Linked DNA regions of Mus musculus: region 2 is linked to region 1. Evidence: chromatin contacts called from public Hi-C data. All regions are on one chromosome and are shown on one strand. Each heading gives the region's core, a stretch centred on a gene start, on an enhancer-like site or on the middle of the called end of the contact. The rest is flanking DNA. Distances are from core to core; before and after follow the strand shown. Region 1 overlaps Slc39a8 (solute carrier family 39 (metal ion transporter), member 8). Region 2 overlaps Bank1 (B cell scaffold protein with ankyrin repeats 1).

Evidence for each region. Hi-C and Micro-C count contacts between places; a contact is called where the count stands out from the background.
Region 2: a contact with region 1 is called in a Hi-C map of ventral hippocampal neurons, with 2.7 times the contacts expected there. The contact joins two enhancer-like sites. A contact is called at or near these places in 1 of 39 promoter capture datasets (hippocampal neurons), 1 of 15 datasets of contacts at CTCF or cohesin (the NIH/3T3 cell line), 8 of 484 Hi-C or Micro-C datasets (the C2C12 cell line, cerebellar granule neurons, cerebellum and 5 more) and 2 of 115 datasets of contacts at active chromatin or transcription factors (embryonic stem cells and fibro-adipogenic progenitors).

The regions. Positions count from the first base shown.
Region 1 is chr3:135,885,163-135,892,496 of GRCm38.p6, reverse strand. Slc39a8 (solute carrier family 39 (metal ion transporter), member 8) reads right to left here. Exons shown (of 9, transcript NM_001135149.1): 9 at 3,925-5,692. The coding sequence ends at 5,543. Among named protein-coding and RNA genes, the nearest start is that of Gm31243, 13 kb to the left of the region's middle. Within about 2 kb of position 4,511, at least 34 of the 459 cell types and tissues checked have an H3K27ac peak or open chromatin away from gene starts, as enhancers often do. A contact at or near this core is called in cerebellar granule neurons, forebrain, hippocampal neurons and 1 more, where this site is marked.
Region 2 is chr3:136,161,207-136,168,540 of GRCm38.p6, reverse strand. All of the region lies in intron 7 of Bank1 (B cell scaffold protein with ankyrin repeats 1), which reads left to right. Among named protein-coding and RNA genes, the nearest start is that of Bank1, 160 kb to the left of the region's middle. Within about 2 kb of position 2,895, at least 45 of the 459 cell types and tissues checked have an H3K27ac peak or open chromatin away from gene starts, as enhancers often do. A contact at or near this core is called in cerebellar granule neurons, forebrain, hippocampal neurons and 1 more, where this site is marked.

The DNA.
Region 1 (7,334 bases), core at 3,262-5,761:
TGGTTTAATTGTGTACCGTCCTTCGGAACCTGCTTTAGAACTCAGAACTGTCTCACATTTCCAAGATGAAACTAGGGATGCCTGAGGAGTCCTCTGACCCAGGTTGTAAACAGATTCTCAAGTCAACCCAGAGCATACAAAATAGAGATTTGGTTTTGATTAATTGGTTTAATTAAATGATTTAATTAGTTATTCATTATTTATTTATTCTAATAAAAATATTTTCAAGTTTTTATCTACAAACATCATATAACATTACAGATCTAAGTTTTCTTATACAAAAAGCCTATGAATATGGCATACAAATGTTTTAGAATTTATTGCTAATTTCTTCTGATAGCACTTAATGTCACTTAATGTCCTGGACATTCATACTAATCAGATTTCTTTTTAATCCATAAATCATTTTTTATGTTTTCTCAAATTTTACACTAGTCTATTAAAAAAAAACATTTTCAAGGCCAATAAATACCACTCATAATAGACCGAGGCAGAAAAATGAGTACAGATGTGTACAGATAATACTGGATGTAACTGTAGATCTTTTGTCATGGAGGGGGAGAGGCCAGTGAGGAGGCTATCCTCCTTCCCTGAGGTTCTCTTGGGATTGATGGCTGCTGGGAAGGCAAGAGGGTGTTTCTTCAGTGGTGTCACTATCAGCAAGAAGCCTCTGCTTCTGTAACTAAGTCCTCTCCCACGCTCCTAAGGGCAACACGAATTAAACTCATTGGGTCACCAAAAAAATAAGGTGCGAAAGTCGAGGAAGAAGTTGGAAAGGAAATACCTGGGATCAGCAGCAGTGAGAAGGGAATAATGGGGGACACAATCAGAGTACTCTGTGTGTGTGTGTGTGTGTGTGTGTGTGTGTGTGTGTGCGCGCGCGCGCGCGCGCGACAGAGAGAGAGAGAGAGAGAGAGAGAGAGAGAGAGAGAGAGAGAGAGCGCAAAGGTCAAAATACACTGTGCATGTGTGTGAAAAATGACAAAATGAAACTAATTGTTCTACATCGTTAATACATGCTAATAAAAAGAAGGAAAGAGCTGTAATCCTGATCATGGGCTGGAGTGCCCGTGTAAGTGAAGTGCTTACTGTATAAACATGTGTGCCTGAGGTCAGGTCCCAGCAACCACAGGAAAAGCCAAGCAGAGAGGCCCATGGCTGCAATCTCAGAGCTAGAGAGGCAAAGACAGAGAATCTCTGGGGATCGCTGGCCAGTCTAGCTGAGTTGGTGAGCTCCGGGTTTAGTGAGAGACTCTTGTCTCCAAAACAGTGGGTTTGGAGAGGACTGAGGAAGACGACGAACATTAACCTCTGACCCATCCACACACTCAGAACCAGCAGAATGCATGCAAACTGTTTAGAGCCAATCACACACAGAGCAGAAGGATGGCCAATCACACACAGTCATTCTTTACTTTTCCTAATGACAAAATCTTGATTTTTTTTTCTCATAGAAGTGCATCCAACTGAATGCAGAATTGCCTAGTTTCTCTTTTTGACTGGTATATACATGTGACTCATTCTGGTCAGTGGATAGAAGTGGGTATGGTTGGATCTTACTTGTAAAATATTGTTCAGAAAGGAGTGACTAAAGAAACAAGTGTGAACTTTTGCCTTCCTATCCAGTCCTCCTTCCTGCTATGTGGAGTTAAGAGTTCAAAGCCAGATCTCCAGGAGACATCTTAAGATATGAAGCATCTTGGAAGTGAGAGCCACAGTCTATCTGAGACTTTCATTTGTCAGCACAGTAGACAAATAGTAATAGACTCGGTTCCTAGAGCTATTGGGCCCCATGGGCCCCATGTTGCAGCTCACAGCTCTTCTATCAAACTAAGAGAAGACCTCTTAGTTCTTATACATCAAACCCTCATCATGGAGATTCGACCATTTTCTTACAACATCTAAGAGCCACCTTCATAATATCATGTTCTTCTCACCTGTAGACGCCATTAGAAACTATTAAAATGTGGTGGGAGGGAATATGCCTTGTAATTAACAGAATGATATTTGGAGTTTCTAGTTTATCCAGTTTCTTTCACTTTAATTTTATTAGCAGAGTCTCTGGTTCTGAAGGCACAGAGAAATTTAGAGTTTTCAACTAGGAAACCGAATGGACATGAGAACATGCTTTGCGCATCCTTAACATGGAAAGGAAGCTGACAGAAAACCAACCACGGGAATTGCGACCAGTGGTGTAGAAAGAAAACCAAGTATCCATTAAGAATGATCTGTGGTATCGTAGCCAAGAGGATCATTTGAGAATCTCTTGTACGGCAACAGATCTTTCCTAACACAGAAATTGTCTGGAAATCATGGTAACTTCCTGCTAAAATCAAAAGGAGACCTAAAGGAAGATAATGCTGAGAAGAGTTAGGAGAAGCAGGCCATTTAAATGTAGGAAACCAGAAATGCCCAATAGTGCCTAGAGTCTCGCTGAACATCTAGAAATCATTATGACCATACATAGCCTCCAGAGATGCCCAACACTGAGCTCACACATTGGCTACATTCCACTGCTGCTGCGGCAAGAAACCAGGACAGATGAGCAACTGGCAGCTAAGTAAACCTGAGTTATCCTCACTAGCTCTGAGCCATGACACAGCCACACATCCCAACTTGTACAGGTAAAGGAAAGGAACTATTTTCATTAAACAGATTTTGGTTATTATTTAGATATTAGAAGAGGGAGATACCTCTAGAGACTTTTGATGAATTATCATTAATGTCAGGTATCTTCATTCAGGAAAAATAACAGATACTTTATAAAAACTGCTTAAGACTGATTGAACCTGTTTACACTTTACCCATAAGTGGACTTAGGCATCTATTATCTCTTCCACATGAATTTGCAGTTCCAGCCACAATGGGAGCCACACCCTAGTACCATGGCTCTATCAGCTGGCTACCCATCAGCACCTCTAGTGGAAGCTCACCCACTTTGTGAGCTTCAGTTTCCTAAGGTGCTTTGTGACACAGCATTACCATGGTAACAGGATCTTCTACAGTACCCAATAAGTGCCAGGAATTAATACATATTCTTTAAAGTTTAGCAATGAGTAATATACAGTATTTTTTATTTATTCTGGTAGCATCTCTAAAATCTAATGATTATGCTGTCTTAATAAAATGGTGGTTGTAGGTTCTCCTCCAATATCCACTACTCAGTGGCTAGCTAAGTTTGCCATAGTAGGCATGATTTCCATCTTGCTGAGTAAACAAGTCTAACTAGAGAGCTGCTACCAAAGTGAGCCAAACAAGCCAGGAAAAGAGAAAGTAAGCGATGTCCCTCCACGTGTTTTGTTTGAGTTCCTACCTGAGTACCAGTTCTAACTTCCCTCAGTGATGGTTTGTAATCTTCAAAATGAAATAAATCCTTTTTTCTTCAAAAAACTAAGATTATATGGCAAATGCTCCATAGGAAGTATGTTGGCAGGATTATGCTCACTTGAAGAAAGTTAATCAGGATAAAGTAAATGCCATCCCGACTTTCCTTCTGCCTCCAACAAACAATTGCCTCTTGTCTTTAAGTCATCGTCACCCAAAGTCCTTCATTCTCCATGGTAAAGGGAAAGGATGGAGAGCCAGACCCACAAAAAGCAGGCCAAAGAGTCAATCTGCATGTACACTGAGAATCACTAAACTATCTTTTCAAAATATTCTTCCATAAGTCATTTCATTAAAAATACATACAATCTGTACTTTTTAATGTTTTATATATATATGAATGTACTATAGCTGTCTTTAGACACACCAGAAGAAGACATCAGATCCTATTACAGATGAATGTGAGCCACCATGTAGTTACTGGGAATTGAACTCAGGACCTCTGGAAGAGCAGTCTGTGCTCTTAACCACTGAGCCATATCTCCAGCCCACAGCATATACTTTTAAAAAGCAAGGATTGTTAAGCACTGAAACGAAAGGTTATACTAATATAGATTGTGTTTATTGAAATGAAAAATTAGTCTTTGTAGGATTTTTTTGCTAGATATTTTTAAAATAATACAACATCAGTTCTCTACTTGCCTCTCTTCTCATAACACCAGCCACATGATGTCACTCAAAATAAAGACATATTAAGAGAAAAATAACTGACACGGTACATGGTTTCAAAAGCTTTTACTGTTTGGTCAAATAATATTTTTTAATTGTCAGTCATAAAGTGAGAATACACATAAACATATATGTTAAAGTTTATCAAATCTGCACTGTTATTACATGAAAATGTGTTTGGGCTTATAGGAAAACATAATTCCTGAGATAACTTGGCTTCTATTACTAATTCTCATCACTGTCAAATCATCTTTTTTTTAAGTTACTTGGGAGTGTGAATTGAAATTAGGATGTTCAATTCAGACTGATCGTCTACAACGTGCTCAAACACTCAGTGAGCTGTGTGTTTTACGAAAGGTAGAAAGAGTATGCTGAGGTTTTCCATCCAACGGTATACCATATGGGAACAAAGCACACTGCACATAAAAGAAGCCGTCTCTGCTGACTGTCAATCACCCCTAATGAGCACATGCCTCCTCCACCATCAGTCTCTGACACAGCCCAGCCCAGCTGTGATTTTTGCATTTATTGAAATTCCCCCTGCTAAATAATTATGCTCATCTTTTAAAAAGTAAATTGCTCACAATTACATTCAATTTCTCTCTCCCACCCAACATATTCTCCACCATGACAAAGCAATCCCAGAGCATGGCAAGACTGAGTTCTAACCAGTCTCGCATACTCCTCAGGCATTTCTGTTGGCTGGAACCACAGCATAAATCATAGCAAAGCAATTCTGGTCTTCTGCAGGGTGTGTTCAAGCTTATAACTCAGGGACCAAGCCCTGAGCCCAAGCCTTGCTGGGCTAGCAAGCCTTTCATCCTTTCCTAATTCATGTTACTTTGTATTAGCTTTCAAAACAATCCTACAGGTCGCCAACTGAGACATAAAGCTGAACAAACGCTGTGCGCTATCTTTCTGGGGTTCGTTAAGGCACTGGGATCGGTCCTGCATGCACTGGAGCTGTCTGTCTTGATTTTCTTCCTCATTTGATGCACCTGCCTTTAAAAGCAGTCAAACACATTAATTGGAAGAAAACCACTCTGAAAACGCTTGAGGTTTTTGTTGTTGTTGTTGTTGTTGTTGTTGTTGTTGTTGTTTACCCAAGCAAGTTCTGAAACCTTACATGACCCAGATTGTGTTTTTCTCTGGATCTGTATGTCTGCTTGTGAATGCACGTGTTTGCTTCATGATAATTTTCTAATATGCATAAAATATTGAAAACCAGGTATTTACCAAAGGCCCCATACACCAGCCTTTGCAGTCTGAAACCGAAAACCTTTTAAGGAAAAATTTTAACAACAAATTTCACCTATTCTACATATCTGAAACCAGTCATTAGATTCCTTAGCCTTTAGTTGAAAATAATAAAAAAAAAATCTCTTTTAACTAAATAGGATATACTTTTAAAAAAACAAAAATCCCTATGGAGATGTTTCTGTGTTGTTATTAAATGCCTTCCCGCGTTGACGTTATACTCCACTTCCGGCTACTGCAATTCGATGTCTCCTGCGTACAAGGTGATGAGCAGGATGGCAGTGAAGCCGGTTAACATCCCTGCATTCTGGATCATGAAGAAGGTGAAATCCGTTTGTCTTCCAGTTACTTTTTCTCTCAGCATGTCGTTCATCTCTGGAAACTAGAAGACACATTATTAAATGGCTGTCGCCATCTTGTGGTGAATCCTGAAATGCTCGTCTGGGGTTTCTGCACAGGAGCTGAGCATTTCTTTCATTTGGGACTGGATCGTACCAATCAATGTTTTGCTTCAGGTATTGAGGAATCCTAGTATTCTGCGGCATCCACGGTAAAACTATCGAAAGGTCACACAGCCAGATAGAATGTACCTGGCTTGATGCGTTCTCTCCTCAACTCTCTTCCCATATACAGCTGTCTACACCTCAAATTTTAAGGAATTCAACCCGGTGGGTTTCACCCTCAGGCACGCATTTCTGTTTACTTCCGTTAGCCCTTACTATACTATACTATACTATACTATACTATACTATATTCTGCTTCATCCCCATTAGATATGCTATTGTTCCTCTTATCTCATAGTATTTTTAAGTATGCCATGTTTTACTTTGTTGTTTCTTGCTTAGCCCAGGCTGCCCTACTATGTCACTATGTCACTATGTAACTAATGACGATCTTGGACTTAATAATCACCCTGCCTTGTGCCACCACAGAGTTGGTGAAGTGTTGGGTTTTTTTCTTGTTAGATGGTGACATTTTTGTTTGCTTAAATTCTGACTTTGCTCCTCTGGAGAGAAACACTTATGGAAACCGCTTCCCCGCCCATCTCATAATTTTTCCGGGCTGACTGGAGGGGAAAAACATTTGTGTAACTGACTGAACCTGTTCTTTGAAGTAGCTTTCTTTACTGTTCTGGTTTCTCCATTGTGCTTGCTCTTTCCTCCCAGAGCGACAAGATTTTTTAATAAATTGTGTATTGGTCCAGTGTTGAAGATTATAATACTTTCATTATAGTGAAAACAGATAAAAATCCTAGGTGTTTTTAGTAAATAAATAAATGTTCATTCTCAGCCACAGCATCCACTGCAAAGGTTACACAAGGGGACATGTATGTCCTGTTTTAGAAACACAAATTGCATGATGTGTTATAAATGCTGTGGTACCCTGGATGCAGCCATGCCAGGGATCTTCAGACTCCAGAGGCAGGTCAGAGAACTGGCGTGAAGTTCTTACAGGGAAAAAGTTGGTGACATCTCTAACATGAGGAAACTACTATGTCACATAGGACATCACCTGTATCGCTTCCATAAAGGTACCAACTTTGATAGAACTTTTTTGTGTCATGGGAAGAAATGGCCATCTGGAATAAAGACAATGTGCAAGGTAATTCTGGGCAGAAAAATGTAAGTACTGTGGGGGTCTAAGAGCTAAATCCTGCCTTTTTTAAGGGTCTTTGATGAACAGCAAACTGGGCCAGACACTTACAGTTTGGAGCTTGTAATCCAAAGGAAAGATGTTATTAAATTATACGTAATACATTAATTTCTAAATATAACCCAAATACTCTTTTTTATACTCTGACACTTCATTCTCTAGAAATCTGTCCAAGGTATGCTTGAAAACACACAGGGTATTTTTCTCTACACACACACACACACACACACACACACACACACACAACCTACAGACATAAATAATACTGACTCAAATATATATTTATTGTCCAATATTAATTTCTACTTAATTTAGTGTAATATTTTAGCTTAACTTCAAAAGTTTTCAGTGTGAATCACTTTGAATAAAAA
Region 2 (7,334 bases), core at 1,646-4,145, 280 kb before region 1:
CATTTTAAAATTGAGCTTTTATGAAAAGACTCCTTCAGTATTTTTAAAACCACTACCTATTTATTTAAAATAAGATATTTTAAGATATAATTTACATATCTTATTTTAAGAATATTTAAAAGTGATGTTTCCATATAATACATGTAACAGTATTATCACTTGAATACATTCCTTGTCACTAAACCCAGAGTAAGGCTTACCCTGGAGGACTCTGTAGGCAGAAGATGGGATCAAATGACTTTCACTTTTCCTCAGCATTCTGTCCTGTATTTCCATGGAAACCGGGCACATAGTTTTGATTCGGGTCATCCTCTCCGCCCACAGAACCTTTCAGCTCTCCAGGCAATTGTAAAAGTATCTTCTTTTCTGGTTTGTTTTTATTCTTTGTAATTACAGCTGGAGCTCCAGCAGAGACTGAAGTAAATGATCCCCTGCTCCCTTGGAAGTCCTAGAGATCTTCGGGTTTAGGCAAGCTTGGTTATTCCCCCCAAACTAAAAGCACATCAAGTTGTTAACAGACCTTGAATGCAGCACTTGAAGATGCTCTGCAGTCCTGGAGAATAGCCTAGGTAATTCCAAGGGTTCTTCTTGATCCTCTCTGTGAAAGGATGTAAAGTCCTATCAGTACCCATCACTTGCTCTACCTCCATGCCTTGCTCTGCCATCAGTTCACAGAGGAAGCTCAATAGAAGATAAGTAAGATAGCACTCGTCAACATTTCAATCTGGGTGGGGAGATCTTACAAGACCCCACCCTAGATAAAGGGCTGTAGGAAAACAGTGGCAGCTTAGAGAGGAGGAAGTCAGTCTGTCTTCTCCAGAGAAAAGTCCCCAGAGAGGTGATTCAATCCATCTCAAGTGGTACACCCTACACAGACATATAGATGAGAGCAACACTAAGTGGATTCAGAAGGAAATTGTATAGAGAGTTGGAGAAAGCGAGGGAGAGATGTAACTATAATATTTAATAAGTATTCAATTAATTAAATTAAATTAAAAAAATAAAGGTCAAGAACTTGAGAGGGGGACATGGGAAGAGTTAGAAGGAGAGAAGATGGGATTTAATGATGTAAATTGTAGTCACATATGAAATCTTCAATACATTTTTTAAAAGAAAAAAAGAAAAATGCTCGCTTAGTTCCCAGGAAACCAACTGATCGCTTTTTGCACGTTGTCTGTTGTTGTCTTCCAAAGGCCCCTTGTCACATTTTTCTCTTAGTACGACAATACTGCTGGCAAGTCTGTTTTTCCTCATCAGCTATAATCTTCACTATACCAGAAAACAAATTAACCTATAATCTTCACTATATTAGAAAACAGATTAACCAATAGGAGAATGGATGTGCTTTTTTTTTTTTTTTTTTTTTTTTTTTTGGCTTAATTGTCCTCTTAGTAATCAACCCTCCAAAGTTGTGTCAGACAAGCCTTTTTAAGTTGGGTAACATAATGTCCCTGTCTCACTGGTTTATTCTCCCTGCTTCAGTTGGTCTTCAGTGTCTGGAAATTGCAGAGAGTAGAAGAATTACTACTTTGAGATTAGTACTTTTCCAGTAACCAGTTCTTGAGACAGATGTTATTTCTTAAGGTAAACCACGTTCTTGCGATTACTCATGGTCCACTCTGGGATGAAGCCACTGTCGGCAATGTGTAGTCCTTTCTCCGCAGAGTTCTGGTGTGGGAGTCTCCCATGACTCACCTCCTTCAGAGTAGCTGATCCATCATCAAGAAAACACTGTCTGAACTGGACCTGGAAACAAAATAGAAAACTATGTGAACTTTCTGAGGAGTTCAAGATTATGTGGAAACTTTGAAAACTTGCCATTTGGGCTATATGTGCATCTTGTGTTTTTCTTGGTTATTCAGTCTTCCTCTTGAAGCACAAGACTTGAAGCTACAACTCCTTTTTTCAGCGGTGCCTATCTTCACTATCTTCACAATTTTTGTTAGAGGTCAATATTTGTTTCTACTTGACCATTTATTTACTTATTATCTGGCAGGTACTAAATTCAAGTTAATCCTAGAAGCAAAATCTACCTTACAGATTTTAAGGGATACTAAAAGTTGCTAAGAAGTTTCTCAAGGTAAGCTAGTTGATTGAACTGCCAAACTTTAAAAGCAAGCATGATATAGAAATCTGTCCTTGCTTTACTAAGTTCGAATATCCCCTCCAAAAGAGGAATTGAAGTTTATTCATCACTATTTCAGAACTGGGAGGTGGGCCCTTTAAGAAGTGTCTGGGTGGTGCTGAGTCTGTTCTCACAGATCAGTGCCACCACTGCAGGTGTGTATTTTACAAAAAGCGTGAGTTCATTCTGACTCCCCGTGTCTGCCTAGCATAGATGGGCTGCTGCCCATTTGTTAGATTGCTGGTGCCCATGGAACTTTGCAGCACCCAGGACTGTGTGCCCAGTAATCATCCATTGTTTATAAATTATCCAGCCTGTGGCATTCTGTTAGGCTGTGTGAACTGGAATAAGACACTAAGTCATGTTGAGGAAACAGCTACTGCCTTTTCTTGTTGCTTTGCAGCAGGCTGCCCCAGTGATTTGCTTTCTTTCTTCTCTCTCTCTCTCTCTCTCTCTCTCTCTCTCTCTCTCTCTTAAAATAATTCTTGCTGTTTCGGGTAGTTGTATGCCAACCGGGCCCATCTGGTGCTATTTTTCTAGAATATTACAGGACTGCTTTCCTACTCAAAGATAACACTTTCACATGTCCTTAAAGCTTTTCTTGTCTTCATCCTTGCAGTGGTCACTCTACTGTAATCAGTTTGCCACAAGCTGGATTCCAATAAGAAATGGTGGAGGGGGGGATGGAGGATGATAGAAGGATCCGTAGCAGCTGTGTGGATAATGGATACTGACATCAGTCCTGTACACAGGCTCGGCTCAGCAGAGTCCTTCCCATAGCAGGAACTGCCTCGCTGCCAGCCATGGCTGCACTCCAGCACTCTGGTGGCAGACTGCATGGCAATGCAGGTATTTTGGGAAACACTACCATCTCAAATAGCTGAGAGCATACATAACCAAAAGCCCTTGAGAGGACAGTGTGAAAGCTTCTGGTATGTTGATAATTTCACTTTGATGTATAAAACTCACAGATTGTCTTGTGAAATCAACTTTCTGCCAGGAAGTCATAATTACGGAACCAAAGTCAAAGGCACAGTATAGCAGTGAAACCCTGTGTCCAGCTTGAGATGTTTCCTCTCAGCACTGAAGCCTCTTAAGATGCTTCCTAGAGAGTAGATTTCTGATGATACAGGCAAGAACAGTCGATATGTAGAACACTACTAAAATTTGAAAATGTTCAACCATAGCAAGAAAATGCCCACTATGCCAAAGCAAGTTAACAATATTTAGGTGGAACTATACACCTTCAAAGATTAATATCTCATCGGACATGTGTGCAGTATTCCCCCTCATTATCTGTAGGCATGAACAGAAAAGGCAGTCCCAGGAGTGAACTCATCAATGAGGTTCCACATCCAGAGGTTGGAAGTAATGCTTGTTTCTATACAATTGTACAATTTCTTTGATCGAGGCTGAAGGAGCAGAAGTCTTACCTATCAAGAGTAAAGTCTATTAGAAAAGTCACATGATGAAACTGCTTACCTCATTGTAAAGGTAACAAACCAATTCTGGCTTAGGTTACCAGAGATCTGAGGGTCAGGATTCTACCTCATCCTTGTGACACTCAGGTCATTTATCAGTTTATCAGAAAGATCACTACTTTCCCTGAATGAACACATCATTGAGAGTGAGAATTCCACTGCTGACAAATTGACATGAGAAGAGCATGGGGTCTTAGCCATGAGCCAGGTGCTTCCCCCAAGGCCAGGTGTTCCTGCACATAGATGAGGGTGCTCTCTCAAAGGGACCATGGCCTTCCCTCACATAGGCTGGAGGCCTCCTCACATAAGCACATTTGTTATGTCATGTTGTCAGGTGCCTTCTTTTACATGAACTGGGGCATTCCTATGCATTGGCCTTAGTACTTCTCACGGGAATGAGAGTGCTCCCTCACATTGGCCAGAGTGTTCCTTCACAGAGCTTGGATGCTCCCTCACATAGATATGAATGGGGTCCCTAGCTCATGCTATCCCACTCTCAAATGGGTGTAGAAACTCACTACATGGATCCAAGCATAGTCCCTCATAGGAGTTGAGTGTTCCCCATAGGGATGAGAGTATTGCCTCAGAGATCAGGATGCATCTTCAAAGAGGCCATGGTGCTCCCTCATCAGTTCCAAGACAAGTACTCCTCATAGGGGACTTGGTGCCCCTTTGATATGGGTGAAAAGCATAGTGGTCACAACAATTCTAGCCAGATCTAAGGCCTCTACTTCTCATTAAATGATTCTTTCATGAACTAAACTAGAAAGACATGTTTACCTAAACCCAGCAAATAATAGTATTCTAAATACAAATGGAATTCATTAAGTGGCCTCCGAGTACACAGCACCCACACAACTTGTAAGGAAGACACATAAGGAAGTTACAACTTCTCTGTCCTTATTTTTCACTCTAGGTTAAACAGGCTATTTATACAGCCATATACAAGGAAAAACAAAATGACTAGGTACCCAACGAAGCCCAGTGTAGTAAGAACAGGTAACATTTTGTCATTTGTCAAGATTGTTGTGTATCTCTGTGGGATTCTAGCACAGTCTTATGAAGAATAGTTATGCGCAAACAGTCATTGATCTGGTTTTCTCTCTGTTGCTTTGATAAAACACTAATCAAAAGCCGCTTGCTCACAGCCATCCATTGGACAAAGCACATGGTCCCCAATGAAGGAGCTAAAGAAAGTACCCAAGGAGCTGAAGGGGTCTGCAGCCCTATAGGAGGAACAACAATATGAACTAACCAGTACCCCCAGAGCTCCCTGGGACTAAACCACCAATCAAAGAAAACACATGGTGGGATTCATGGCTCTAGCTGCATATGTAGCAGAGGATGACCTCGTTGATCATCAATGGGAGGAGAGGCCCTTGGTCCTGTGAAGGTTCTATGCCCCAGTATAAAGGACTACCAGGGCCAGGAAGTGGGAGTGGGTAGGTTGGTGAGCAGGGGGAGGGAGAGGGGAGCGGGTGTTTTCAGAGGGGAAACTAGGAAAGGGAATAACATTCGAAATGTAAATAAAGAAATATCTAATTAATAAAAGCAGCTTGGGCAGGAAAGGATTTATTTGATCTTGCACACAGATCAGGTCACAGTTCTTAACTTGGGAAAGTCAGGCAAGAAGTCAAGGCAGGCGTGTGGAGGCAGGGAATAAGACAGAGAGCATGGAGAAGTTCTGCTGGCTGTCTAGCTTCTGAAGCTACATTTCTCATGGAGCATTGTTCTCACCTTCCAAGAATGGGAGTGCCCATAGTGGGTTCGGCTGTCCCATATCAATTATCAATCAAGGATATGCTCCATAGTTGTGCCCATTGGCCTGCATAGTGTCAATTCTACCTTTGAGGTTCCTTCTTCAAGGCGTGTCAAGTTGGCAGTCATTTAGTGGACAGTAGAGAATGAACAAGATCCAAGGTGGGCACATGCTAAGATGAGATGTAATGGGGAAGAGAGTCAGACAGAGGAATGAGGAATTCATCTCTACCCATGATGAAAGAAAATGGAGGTAGAATGAAGGCAATGGAGAATCTCTTTAGAATTCTACCCCTCCTTGAGCTCTGTTCATGAATCAACAGCAGTTTGGACAGCATATCTCTATACCATTTACATGGAGCAAGCTTGATAACTCTCCAACTGACCATATATACTGACTAGGGGTAGGAGTCTTTAGCTTGCTCCTTGCCCAACATTTAAAACATCCAGGAAGACAACTTTCTGAAGATTTAAACTACCTGTCACTAATAAAAGTAATTAACTATGTGGTCACTGGTGGCTCTCAAACTTTCACATTTTTTTCTGTTTCTATAGAGAAAATGAATAAATATTGGTCAGATGTTGAAAATATATAAAAGGAAAAATGATTTTCCTTCTAAAATATTTTCCCTAAGTTTTTGGCCCTTTATAAGGATCAAATTTAAAAACAGAAATTGACTGGTAAAATGCCAATAAATACACTAGGTGGATGGTATTCAGACACAAAGCTAAATTCTTCCACGATTAGGCTTGAGTTTCTCATCCGTCATCAATACACAGTGTTTGGTGGTTTTGCTTGGGTGGACATTATATTAAATAAAGCAGTAATGATGGCATCTCCAGACCCTCATGGTGCTGTTCCACCCTGTCATGGCTGCATACTTTAACTTCTTCAACTTCTTCATCTCCCAGAGGTATTAGACTTGTACAGGGACACTGGCATTTGGCTGTCAAGTCAGAAGCAGGGTAATTTCCCCAGTGAGTAAAAGCATCATTGGCCACCAAACCCAGACACTATTGCATATGCCAGAAAGATTTTGCTGAAGGGACCCTGTTATAGCTGTCTCGTATGAGGCTATGCCAGTGCCTGGCAAATACAGAAGTGGATGCTCATAGTAATCTATAAGATGGAACACAGGGCCCCCAATGGAGAAGCTAGAGAAAGCACCCAAGGAGCTGAAGGGGTCTGCAACCCTATAGGTGGAACAACAATATGAACTAACCAGTACCCCCAGAGCTCATATCTCTAGCTGCATTTGTAGCAGAAGATGGCCTAGTCGGCCATCACAGGGAAGAGAGGCCCCTTGGTATTGCAAACTTTATATGCCCCAATACAGGGGAATGCCAGGGCCAAGAAGCGGTAATGGGTGGGTAGGGGAGCAGGGCGGAAAGAGGGTATAGGGAACTTTCGGGATAGCATTTGAAATGTATATAAAGAAAATATCTAATAAAAAACCAAACCAAAACAAAAACATCATCATGGTGGTGACTCTCAGTCAACGTTGAGGGTCTCTACTCTGCTTTGGATCTCCATTATCTGCTAGTTTTCTCTGATCGCATTATGCTTAGTGTCAAAAATGTTTTGAAATAGTTTATTTCTGAGGCAAATATAAAACAAATCAATGTTTGGTTTTTTTTTAAGTGCTGGTTTCTTTTAGGTTAAGAAAAGGAAGCTGATGACTGTAGATAGATTAGAGAATGTAATTTACATGGAATATTTTCTTTGTTAAAGAGAGAAGCTAAATATAGGTCTTTCAGCTTTGTCTGAAATATTGTTACCCTCAGTCTTAGCAGCCTTCTCTAAAATCTATTCATCTGGGTTTCTTAGATTAGGAAGTCATCTCCTCTACTTGAATGTTATGCTCAGATGTCTATTGAACAAGGCTGAAATGTCAACAGGAAAGGCCTACCAGTGCTCTGTTATGTAAGCTTAGTCACTGGGTGTTATTCCACAGTCATTGCATCTCTCA